Linked DNA regions of Mus musculus: all the other regions are linked to region 2. Evidence: chromatin contacts called from public HiChIP or PLAC-seq and promoter capture Hi-C data. All regions are on one chromosome and are shown on one strand. Each heading gives the region's core, a stretch centred on a gene start, on an enhancer-like site or on the middle of the called end of the contact. The rest is flanking DNA. Distances are from core to core; before and after follow the strand shown.

Region 1 (3,831 bases), core at 653-3,152, 350 kb before region 2:
TTCAAATAGCACAATCTCACATCAATATTAATTTTATCCCTTGGTCCCTTAGCTCACCACCATGACTGGGATACACATGCATTTTATACTGATGAACATAAGCAGCCATTGGACAATCAAACCCACACCTACAACTTTAAAAGCACAGTCACGAGAAAGGAGCACCCACTCTTTGTAGTGCCCAGTAACACGGACACCTAGAGGTTTTCATTGGGGCTCCTGCTATGAGTTGGGCACTTTCTCACTGAGGCTGGCCAATTCCTTCACTTTGGGGTTCTATTTTCTCACTTGGCTGGGGGGGGGCAGCCTTTAAGTACTTTCCCCCGTGTTTAGAAGTATTTTAGATTTAGTTACCTAGCCCTTACCTATCACAAGACGAAATGAATTTCCAGTGTTTATAGGACCAGAGGGTAGAGATAGAGTTAACAGTCTTGAAGAAGATCGGATCTGGAACCTCTCTCGAAGCTTGACAAGATTTTTTTTCCTAAAGCCTTCCTCTGCCCCCGCCCCCATCTACAGAACCTGCAAAGTAAGGACTGCTCGCTTTCTATAAGGGTAGTTTAGGTGACAGTCTAATATTGTCAAGCACTCTGATAGGTGAGACACGGCTACCGAAATATGATAGTTTATTTCTCTGATTGAAGTAAAGCCCATTAAAGGTTTACAGCCTTGCCTGGCTAAAGGAAGTCTTTTTCAGGACCGCCTAACCTAATCCTCCTTCCTAAGGAAGTTAGAGGTGTGTGTGTGCTGGGGGTGGGGGGAAAGCGGGGGTGTGAATTGGGGGAGAAGAGGTTGGGCGTGTGTGTGGGGGGGGGGCGGGTAGTGATGGGTGGTGGAGGATAGGGAACTGAGCAATCCAATCTACCCAGACTCCAGTTAAGAGAAATAAAGATTCAGTATTGACAAATCTTGTGACTCTCATAACCTTAAGGAGTTCGCCGTGCTTAAATTTTTTTTTTTTTCAAACTTTTCCTTCACAAATCCCCCCTTGATCTGAATTGGTCTGTGTAGACTCAAGAAGTGCGCCCCTGGAGGTCGGTACCGGAACAGCACTTCAAGGTCTGATCTCATACCTCTGAGCCCACCCGATCCATGGTTCCCTACCTTCCTCTCTTTCAGATACTGTGCGCATGGCACCTGGCGCTGCTCGTCTTTGGGCACTCACTCACAACGCTCCTGGTCGTGGGGATAGGGCAGGAACCGGGTCCAGACGTGGACGTCCTGTCGCCAAAACCATGCACTTTGTTCAGGCAGAATCCCTTCCAATTCCCCATTCTTCTAAGTCAATTGCGGACCAGGTTGTGACTCCCATAAACCCAGCCTGGTGTCTTCTCCGCCTTCCATTTCAAGTCATTGTCAACTTTCTCGTACTTGGCACTCCGCCCTCGAACCGAACCAGGGACAGACTGGCGTGCTAGGACAGCGCCCCAGCACTGTGCCCTCTGCACCCAACCCCTAAGATCCCCGATTCCTACCCATGCCAGCACCTCGGGCAGCTGTAACACAAACGAGGCTCACAGGACGGTGAGACCTGGGAGGTTCCACCAGGAAACCTGGTTATCTAGACTTACAGGTTTTGGGGACAGATGGATACCTTGCTTTGGCGACAGGTCTGATCTGTAGGTTAATGTTGGGAGATTTTGTTTTAGAGCCCTGGCCCCCGACTGTGTGGGGAGAATTTGGGAACAGCTCTCCTGCCCCACACCCTGTTTATCTTCCACCCTCTTCCTCAGCCCCCAAGAGTTGGAACTTGGGGAGAGAGACTTGCCCTTCCCGCCTCCCAAACGGCCAACGTGCCTGAACCCTCGGCACCCAGGAGCCCTGCATCCTACAAGGTCTCACCTTTCATGCTCCGGTCCCCTTTCACGCGGGTCCCCGCGCTAGCTTCTATTCCGCCCTACTGTGCCCCGCCCCAGAGCTGGGACGCGCTGTCCGCTCTTCACCCCCAGCCCCGCCCGCCCCGACTCAGAGCTGGAGAAGCTGCCAGAACGGAGGAGCGGGCTACAGCGAACCCGGAGTCATCCAGGAGCCTATCCGCAGTCCCAGGCTGGGGCGACCAGAAGCTAAGGTCAGATCCTTGAACATTTCTCCTGGCCCACGAAAGTGGGTGCTCCGAGAGAGAGGGCTCTAGGGGTGGGGACAGCGGAGGAAAGGGGTACCGGTGGTCCTCCTTTTCTGCGGAACAGGAATTGTAGCCTCGTGTGCCTCCAATCTTTCCCCGAGGCTAAAAGGAACCTTGCTAAGGCCTGAGCTCAGCACACTGACTTTGAAAAACTAGGGTCATCTGGTCCTGATAATGTTGAATGACCTAGTTTGTTTGGGCCTAGAGGGTTTCTTGGCACCATCACATTATGCCAAGGAGAGACTTTGTTGGTTCTTCAGTATACAGTTACTCCCTGGGTCTTCAGGATGGAATCTCTGTGGCTTTAACTCATTTCGCTCTCCTTCCCACCTCGGGGCCAACAGAGTCATGATTCTAAGACTCTGATTTGGAAAAATGGCCATGTGGACAAGAACCAGACAGGCGTGTACTCTCCCAGATCTGCCGCTGCCTGGGGCCTCATTGCCCTGGAGTTGTGCCTTCATTTCCAGATTGTTTGGGAAGTTACCACACCCAAGTGGCTGTGTAAACTGTTAAGGGTTACCTACCCACAGAGACGTTATTAGCATGGCTACTCTCTTTTCTAATTTGTCCCCAACAATTTGGCCTGAAAGCCTACAGGTTGTTAGGGATGGATCTACATTTGGAGTCCAGGCTCCTGAAGACTTGACTGGAAGGGGAAGGAGGTCAAACTGTTTGGATTAGGGGAACTCAACTATGGCCTGCCACTCTACCATACCCAACACACCACCTTCAGATCTCCAGTGCCCGGCTCCTCAATTATTACCAAAGGCCACACTCCAAAGAACCTCTAGATAGATGGAATAATGAGTTGGGGGCTGGGCAGGGTCTGGGATTTTGCACTTGTTTAGTAGGAGATTTGGGGAGTTGTGAGTCACCTGTGGGTTCTCACCTTCAACTAGATAGCACATTTAGAAGCCCAGGCTGAAGATGGGGCTTTATCTGAGCATGTGACTTTCAGCACCCCGCCTCCAATCTTCAGGTTGTCTTTAGGATGTCTTCAGGATGACATTTTGTCAGAGGAGTCCTGGCATGAGTTGCCTGCTGCCTCTGTTTACCTGTGGTCCCACATGGTTTGTTGGCCTCTGGAAGGCAGGGCTGAAGCAGGAACGGCTGGTGTGGTACTCCACTTGAGGTTCCTTGCAGGATCCTGCTTCAGCCTCTGCCCAATTTGCATCACACCTGTCAGTCTTCTTGGCTTGAATTCAACCTCAGCCTCCTGTTAGCCTCTGATCATGCTGTGGAGTGAACAGTTCAGGCACGTTCCCCACCGTGGCTAGGAGAGGATGAAATGGTTGGATCAGATAAATGGTTTACCTCAGATCCCACAGAGGACGAAGAGCAGACCTGAGACCTCAGCTGGGTTCCTCAGCTACTTCTTCCCAAGCTGGACTCCTGCAATGGAGCAGCCTCTGTGGGGAGCTGGGCCGAAGCAAGGGTGTCCAGGTTCTCAGAAACTAAAGTTCACAAGGGCAAGGTTGGCTTTGTTCTCTTCTTCACTGGCTCCAGAGCCGAGGCCAGGTCTGTACACAGCGCGTGTTGGTCAGTCATCTATTGAATGAACTAGAGGCCTTCCGAGAGAGTGAGTCTCTTGCTTTTTGCTCTCCAAGCCCATCTCCCTAGTCTTGATTCTTAGAGGCCCTGCCTTATCATGATTCTCTCGAATATTTGGGGCTCATCCTTCTATCCTCTGTTGTTCTAGGTCTCTG
Region 2 (3,892 bases), core at 700-3,199:
TATGTGTGTGTGTATACATATATATGTGTGCGTATACATATATATATATATATATATATATATACATGTGTGTGTGTGTGTATATATATATATACATGTGTGTGTGTATACACACACAAATGCATATATGCATGCAGTAAAAATGAAAAGAGAGGCCATGAGTTTGAAGATAGTCAGAAGTGGTATATGGGAGGGTTTGGAAGCTGAAATGTAACTAAATTACAACTTCGAAAATAAAAAATAAAAATAAGAAAGTTAGCCGGGCATGGTGACGCACACCTTTAATCCCAGCACTTGGGAGGCAGAGGCAGGCAGATTTCTGAGTTCAAGGCCAGCCTGGTCTACAGAGTGAGTTTCAGGACAGCCAAGGCTACACAGAGAAACCCTGTCTCAAAAAAAAAAAAAAAGAAAGAAAAAGAAAAAGAAAAAGAAAGAAAGAAAGAAAGAAAGAAAGAAAGAAAGAAAGAAAGAAAGAAAGAAAGAAAGAAAGTTATGTGAGGATTATTATTTTCCAAGTTGGCTTTCCAGCATGGTCTGTAGGACTGTGTTCACATTCCCGCCACTGTCCTGACCTTGAAACACTGCCACAATTTATTGATTCTCTATGTCACCTTGATTCCTAGAGTGCCAGAGCCAAGCCCTGGGCACCCATACATTCGTCACACCTAGCTCAGGGTGGGGACCTGTCAACTGTTTAGTAAGTGTTCAGTTGGTGAAGTCCTGACTGAAAGTTGAAAATAGAAATTTATTTTCAAAAGAGTGGGAGGTCTTTCAGCATCTAGTAAATGCAGTGTCATGGGTACCTCTCAAGACTATTTGGTAGTAGTGTTTAGAGGCCTGGGCGCCTTCTGGAGGGAGGAGGGGCAGGAGTGAGTGCCAGGGGCAATCAGCCTAGTGTGTGACTTGGAAGAAAAGAAGCCTCACAGTGAAGGTTACTCAGAGAAACTTAAGGAGGGACCAAGAAGGGAGTGGCCCCGGGAGGGCTTCCTGTGCTGCCCAGAGCACCCAGAGCATCCTGCCACTGTCCCTAACACCCTTCACTGTTACCCAACTAACCCTATTAACAGGAATTAGGGTGGCAGCAGCAGGGGCCACGGGTATTCTCGCCTTGTGATTACTCAGGTCTGGCTCATTTGTGTCACAAGAATGCAAAGGTCTGTGACTGCCTCTCCTCAGTGTTCATAAGGCTAGCTGCCCACAGGCTAGTTTCATTTCTTGAAGTTGACCTCCTTTCATCCTATTGCCTCTGGATTTCTTTCCTTTCGTTTCCAACAAGTAGTGAGTAAGCTCTTTCTGGCTGTGCCCCGGGTAGGGGTGGGTATGATCCTGGACATGCCCCTCCCCTCCACTTACTCCCTGCTTTCCTCTGACTGCTGAAGGTCCAGGGATGGTGGCAGCAGTGGTTGGATGACCCAGGGACACTGGCCTCCCAGTATCATGGGTTCTGGAAGCCACTGGCTAGGTGCAGTGGCCTTCTGGAAAATGTGAAAGAAAGGCACTGGGGCAGAAAGTCATGCTTTCTCTAAAGGGTTTGCTGATCCCTGCAGAGCATATACCCTCTGCCTGGGGCACAATGAGAGAAACCACCATGATGTCATAGAAGGCAGAATTGGGAAGAGATGCTCAGGTTACATCATTTCACACTGGGTGTGAACCCCCTGTGTAAATCCCCCGGGGGCGTCTGGCACTGACAGAATGATGCAATCACCGAGAAGTGAGGATTTTAAGTATTTCTTTTTTCGAAATATAACTGATCTTCTTATACACTTTTATAACCTATGATGTGGATCCATCATGGTTTAACAGCTGTTCTGCAACACTGCAAATTAGCCATTAGCCTTTGTGAGCTGTAAAAACTTCTTTAGCTAGCTAGCCGCCAGCTCTACCTGAGCTGAGCAGTGAGAGACTGCAAGTCCCAAACTCTAGAGGGCGCCACCTTCACGGCTTTGTCTCTTCTTTCAGCCGGTGGACAGCCTCAGCTGAGGCTGCAGGTGATTGTCAACAGACCTAAGATTCCTCATAGTGCCAGGCACAAGGAACGAGCTTGTCCCTGGCTCCCTAGCCCCAGCAGATATGCCATTTCCTGGCTTGTGCCTGTGGGTCCTGGCCCAGCCTCCTGGATGTCTACCCTGGTGGCCCAGAGCCAGGAAGTCCTCATGACACAAAATCCTTCCCCTAGGAGGTGTGAAACTCTGAGGGCTAGAATTACCACATCTCTAAGATCTATGCTTGCTTAAACGATCCCCATGAAGTAAGGGAGGGCGGGCCACATTTCTCTGGTGTCTTCCCTCTGCATCTGCTTCTCCGTGGCTGCAAGGGTGCCAGGCTTGGTCTGCATGAGTGTGGCTCTGTCTGGAGCCATTTCTAATTGTGGAGGGGGAAAGGCAGAGTAGAACTCAGTCACCAAGTTCTAAGACTACGGAGGTGGTGACTCAAACAGAGAAAAGACCCAGACAATGACTTGAATCCATGGCTTCATGTTCCCATGTGTCTACTCATGAAACATGTATTCACTTCCAAAGGTGAGGGTCCTGTCCAGGGCTTGGGAAGCCTGGAGAAAGGGTTCAGGCTCCACACATTCTCTAGGTCCACAACTGCAGATGCCTCTCTTCCTTCTCAAGCACAGCTCTCTCCATGTTCCTTCTCGGAAGAGCCTTCTGGTCTGGCAAGGCTTTCTCTGGGGTCTCCTTTGAGTACAAAGTGTTATGTTCCCATGCTTAAGAAGTCTAGGACATTGTGATTTGGTCATTGACTTGGGTAGCTTGTGACAGTGCCCGAGAGGAAAGGATGAAGGGCTTGTCCACGCCTGAGTGTGGGCAGCTGAAGCCAAGAGCCTCCAAGCTGAGTGCTGGGCAGAGAGAGTCATTGTACCGAAGAAGGCAAACTCTCTCTGCAATACCCTGCTTTTTGCTAGGTTTCCAAGGCCCATCAAGTCGGTTGTCAGCAAGAAAACAGAGCGACTAAAAACTGAACCGAGGAATATGGGATGGGACCGGATGGGGAGGAGGTAGAAAACAGCACATAGCCTTGGTGCCAAGCCCTGGCACTACTCTCTTCTCATATTGAGCACCAGCCTTTTGTAAACAGTGAAACGGGCTCCCTGGGTGACACCTCAGAGGCTGTTTCTCTGGATGCCTCTTTAGGACATCCTCATCTGAGCACCTCGCCTTTTGGTGAAGACTTCTCTATACCTGTATTGAAGGGGGCAATTCTTCTTCCAAAGAGAATTCTTCTCCTCTCATCTGAAGCTTTAGTTGGAGCCATTTGCACTCTATTTATCATGGTTGAAATTTTTTTTTGAGAATTAACATGTAATATAGTCAATAAATATAACATCATCACTGTTGGGTCAATAGAATTGTGTCGTCCTTGTTGTCTCCCCAAAGGTCTCAGCTTGATGAATTAAAGGTCATCAGCTTGTTCTGTCCTCTTGATTGAAAAGATAATCTCTTTTGCTCTGCTTCCTTGCAAAGGATTTTGGAAGACTAGCCAGTCAAAAAGTATTTGGGTAAAAGGCTCAGACGTAAGCCCAGGGCACCATCTACTGGCTGACCGTGAGTATGATCAGACTGAACTTGAACAGAGCTTTTTGTTTATACAAGTGATATAATCATTCCTTTTAAAAGTTAAAGTGGGCAGTGAGGTGGCTCAGCAGATAAAAATCACATGCTACCCAAGCCCGGCATCCACCAACCCCACCAAGTTGTCTTCTGACCTTCACGCTGTAGACAAGCCCCATCCCATCCTAGGCACACACAATAATCATAACTAAGAATAAAACAAAGTTAAAGAGGAAAGGTCTGCGCATCATCAGCATATATTACCAGCAAGGGCTTGTGCCTGGATTTTCCCAGGTCATATAAAAATGGAACAAACACATCAAGGGACTTAA
Region 3 (4,082 bases), core at 1,119-3,618, 510 kb before region 2:
GGAGACAGAGAGAGGAAAGAAGGTGAGCCGAGCCCAACTGGATTACATAAATGAGACTATCTCCGAAAACAAAGCCAAGGAATCTCACTGAGTAGTGCTGGCCTTGCTGGAGTGCAGTGAGTGTGGAGGTGGAGAGCAAACTGAAACCAGAATCAGAGTTCAAATATTGCATAAAGCCTGAGCTCTAAATTCTTATGTAAATCAGCTGGGGACTGACCAACAGCTGTGAGATGCAGGGGGCTTTACACTGGCTTTAAACTTTGGTGCAAATCTCTTACTGAAGCCAAAACCATAGTAAATACAAGAACGCATTTATATTCTGGCAGTCCCAGGGATGAATTCCAGACAAGCCTGAGAGTTCCTGCGTCTAAAGAAAAATGCTAACTCTTGGCACGGCCTGGGATGTGTAACAGAGAGCTCTGGGAGAGTCACGTGTCTGGCTTTATCTGTGAGCATCTTCAGCTTGGAGAAGTTGACTTAACTCACAAGAGTCCAGTAAGTCACACATTACCTGGTTATCCTGAGGGTCCAGTTTGCATGGGAAGGCACTTGAGAGTCACATGGATGATAACCCTCAAACTACAGAAGACATTCCTCGGGAATGCACTGGAGAGCGACAGCCTTCCTCCCCTCCTAGTTTTCAGTAGATGAACAGTTCTTGTGGCTTACATCCCTTTCTTTTGCGGCATGTAAAAGCCATGATCCCCAGATCTGGCTCCACCTGTCTCAACGACCCTGCCCAGGGAAGACAGAGAGGCTGAGGCTGGCAGTGCGGTGTTACCATGCTCCTGCCTATCCTGCCAGGAGACTGCTTTTTGTGAATGAACCACTCTCTTCTCTCTCTCTCTCTTTTCCCTAACAAGCCAGAATAGCAGCTGTTGTTCAGTGGTCCACTGGAGAGAAGCTGGGGCAGGCCGGTGATTAGGGAGCTTGTCTACAAGGCACTCCGCTCAACCTTAGCACCAAACACAGAAACAAAACATGCATGCAGGGCATTTATTCCCAGCACTTGGGAGGCAGAGGTAGGTGAAATCTCTGTGAGTTTGAAGCCAGCTTAGTCTACATAGTGAGTTCTAGGACAGCCAGAATGTAGGCTATGTAGAGAAACTCTGTCTTGAAAACCAAAATCCAAAACAAATACAAAATAACAACAAAACCCACCCAAACCAATCAACCAAACAACAAACACAAACAACGACAATAACCCTGAAATCTAAGAAAACAAGCAGACAGAAGGAGGGTGTGCAGATCATTCACAGGGCCCCTCGAACTCTCTCACTAAGCCAGTGTTTACTACAGAGTGATAGCATGGAAGGCCTGGGGGCTAAGAAGACAGTTCTTTCTCACAAGAAGCTTGCGGTTTCTTGGGAAAGAGATCTGAAGACAAATCGGTTTAATGAAAGGAAGAATGTAGTATACCCAGAGCAGTGATAGAAACATCTGCCAGGTGCTGCTGCTGCACACAGCCTGCTCTGACTTCTCAGCAACTCTCTTGGCAGGAGGGGCAGCCTGTGCAAAGCCAGAGAAGCAAGGCATTTGTGGGCAGTCTCTAACTCTGGCATGCTGTTGTCCATGCTAAGGCTGGATAGCAGGCAGACACTAACCACTCAAGGCAATATACTGAGTTAGAATTACTGTAAGCAAAACATCAAACCCGCGGGCTCCCAGACTTGAGCATGGTCTAGGGACGAGCGTCTAAGCTAAAAGTGCTTACTTAGACTTTTAGAGAAAGCTGTGTGAACAGCATCTTTCCCTGCTGCCTTAGGGTCCAGCTCCAGACCCTGCTACTTGATCAGGTCTGCTTCAGGAGATGCCAAGAAGACAGGGAGAGCCAAACAGCTACCCCTGAAAGGCTCTGTGTCTGGAGGTGACGGGTCCAGCTAGGATAAAGAGAAGCCGCTCCAGTCAGGGGTACAGCTGATGCTGCTGTTTGTTCTCTCTTCCCTCGAGCAGCCTCATTCCCAAGTGAGATCTGAAAACCTTAAAATTACATTACCAGGGCTGGAGAGATGGCTCAGCCATTAAGAGTATTTATGGTGCTTACAGAGGACCAGAGTTTGGCTCCCAGTACTCACATCAGGTAGTTCACAACTACTTGTAACTCCAGCTCCAGGGAATTTGATCCACCTCTCTGGCCTCTGTGGGCACCTCCATACATGACACACACTCGAGCACAAACATACTCACACATAACTCAAGATTAAACATTTAAAAATTAGATTACCACCTGAAGTTTAAAAGAATCCCATCCCAAATAAAATAATAAAAGGGGTTGGCAGGTCATTCCAATCCAATCAGAGTTTGTCTATCTCAGACGCGAATATCATCAAAGCAACTGACAAACTGTCACGGAACCTGCTGGATCTCTAGCTTTGGCCTTGTCTGTCTTCTTCAGCTCCTGAACTCTCTTCTCCCTCCTCCTCTCATGGGCTCTGAGTCCATTCCTAGCATACTAACAGGCCCAGAACTCTTGGTCTGCAGCCATCCTGGGCTCACTGAGCAAAGCCAAGTTGCCTGACTCTGCCCCCTGGTGGCCTAATGACCAAGTTTCATGGAGGTAAGTTATTCTCTAACCACTCAGCGGGTTTTCTACACACAGGGTAGGAAACAGGGTATTGATTGTGGATCAAGAAGGGAAATCAAAGAAATATTTAACATGTAGCCTTTACCTTCTAAACTCTAGGCCTTTGGATAAACAGAAATTAGAGATGTGGGTAAGAAAGTAAGGAGGTCCACCATAACTTTTTGATAATTAAGACAAACATTATACAAAAGTTAACCTCTTTATCAATATAACTACTATCTTTAGATGAAGAATTATTAGTTATAACATTTTTTCATACTATAGGTCTTGGTATGTTATATTTACAACAGAGGTGCAGTTAAACATTTTTAGAAATCACATTTGTGTATTTTGTGTAGATATGTGGGCGTGCATACCAGAGCACATGTGTGGAAGTCAGAGGAAAATCTGCAGGATTAGGTTCACTCTTTCCACCATGTGGATCTCAGGGACTGAGTTTGGGTCGTCGGGCTTGGGAGCAAGCATCTTTTCCTGCTGAGCCATCTCACCAGCCCAGTTAAACGTCTTAAATTAACACCTTAAAACTAAAGTAAAGGAAGTTAGTATTCTAAACTTTAGTGTTGACAGACAAAAGAAAACATCGATTTACTTTAAGGAAGCCGGGTTTCCACGGAAACCCATCAAGGAATCTCAGTACATGGATCCGGATGCCGAGTGGGTCAGAACCCAGAGGTACAGATTTAGGATTTACTTCTGTGAGGCTGAACACGAAGTCAGGAAATTACTCACTTGTTAAAAGAGAGCAGAGCTAGAAGAAAGCCAGAGAAGATACTAAGAATAGAAAGGGGGATGGAAATTACTCATGGGGAAAGAACCAGGGTAGTAGTGCACTCGGGGCCAAAGGAGAGGGTTTCAGGTTTCAAGAGGGTGGAGACCAAGAGTATTCTTAAAGAGCAGAGATTCAGACAAGCTACTTCCAACACATTCCTTAAGCCCCTACCACAGCCAAGTAATGTGCTGGCCATAAGAGCTCAGGAAGAGACAGAGGACAGTGGCATAGTTAATGTAATGCAACAGCTTTCCTCGTTGGTTTTTTCTGTAATTGTTTGTTTTGTTTTAAGTCAGGGTTTTGCTGTGTAGCCCTGGCTGTCCCGGAATTCCATCTGTAGACCAGGCTGGCCTTGAACTCACAGAGATCTGCCTGCCTCTGCCTCCTGAGTGCTTGGATTAAAGGTGTGCGCCACCACCACTAGGCTATAAATGTTTTTTAGAGTGTGGGTGTGTGTGAGAGTGTCCAAGGAGGACAGAAGACTTTGATCCATTGGAGCTGGAATTACAGAGATTTATGAGTTCTGGGATCTGAATTCTAGTCCTCTAAGGACTTAAATGCTCTTAACAATGGAGCAGTCTTTCTAGCCCTTTCCTTTGTAATTCTTATCTCTATTAATGAACTGATTCTACCTGCCACCTCTCCATTTCTTTTGCTTTTTGTTTAAAATGTATATGCCAGATCCTGCCTTTGTCTGTCCTTCCTTCTTCCTTTTCTTCCTTTCCTTCC

Evidence for each region. Promoter capture Hi-C pulls out the DNA fragments that hold promoters and counts their contacts. HiChIP or PLAC-seq counts read pairs in DNA pulled down with a chosen protein or histone mark.
Region 1: a promoter capture Hi-C map of pre-B cells shows a contact between it and region 2, with 2.9 times the contacts expected there. The contact joins the promoter of Duoxa1 here to the enhancer-like site in region 2. A contact is called at or near these places in 8 of 39 promoter capture datasets (the 3T3-L1 cell line, the HPC-7 cell line, cranial neural crest and 4 more), 1 of 484 Hi-C or Micro-C datasets (the N1E-115 cell line), 5 of 115 datasets of contacts at active chromatin or transcription factors (DN3 thymocytes, T-cell acute lymphoblastic leukemia, embryonic stem cells and 1 more) and 4 of 9 other capture datasets (adipose tissue, embryonic stem cells, liver and 1 more).
Region 3: a contact with region 2 is called in a CTCF HiChIP or PLAC-seq map of CD8 T cells, with 6 read pairs. The contact joins the promoter of Trim69 here to the enhancer-like site in region 2. A contact is called at or near these places in 1 of 39 promoter capture datasets (cranial neural crest), 2 of 15 datasets of contacts at CTCF or cohesin (CD8 T cells and the NIH/3T3 cell line), 9 of 115 datasets of contacts at active chromatin or transcription factors (the 230-238 cell line, CD8 T cells, T-cell acute lymphoblastic leukemia and 5 more) and 1 of 9 other capture datasets (liver).

What each region holds. Positions count from the first base shown.
Region 1 is chr2:122,311,828-122,315,658 of GRCm38.p6, forward strand. Duoxa1 (dual oxidase maturation factor 1) reads right to left here and starts at 1,903. Exons shown (of 10, transcript NM_001305262.1): 1 at 1,843-1,903; 2 at 1,572-1,617; 3 at 1,105-1,221. It also overlaps a transcript of Duox1 not described here.
Region 2 is chr2:122,664,517-122,668,408 of GRCm38.p6, forward strand. No RefSeq gene overlaps it. Among named protein-coding and RNA genes, the nearest start is that of Mir147, 26 kb to the left of the region's middle. Within about 2 kb of position 1,950, at least 109 of the 459 cell types and tissues checked have an H3K27ac peak or open chromatin away from gene starts, as enhancers often do. A contact at or near this core is called in CD8 T cells, DN3 thymocytes, the N1E-115 cell line and 6 more, where this site is marked.
Region 3 is chr2:122,158,340-122,162,421 of GRCm38.p6, forward strand. It overlaps Trim69 (tripartite motif-containing 69), which reads left to right and starts at 2,369. Exons shown (of 7, transcript NM_080510.3): 1 at 2,369-2,557. The coding sequence starts at 2,552. All of the region lies in intron 2 of Patl2 (protein associated with topoisomerase II homolog 2 (yeast)), which reads right to left.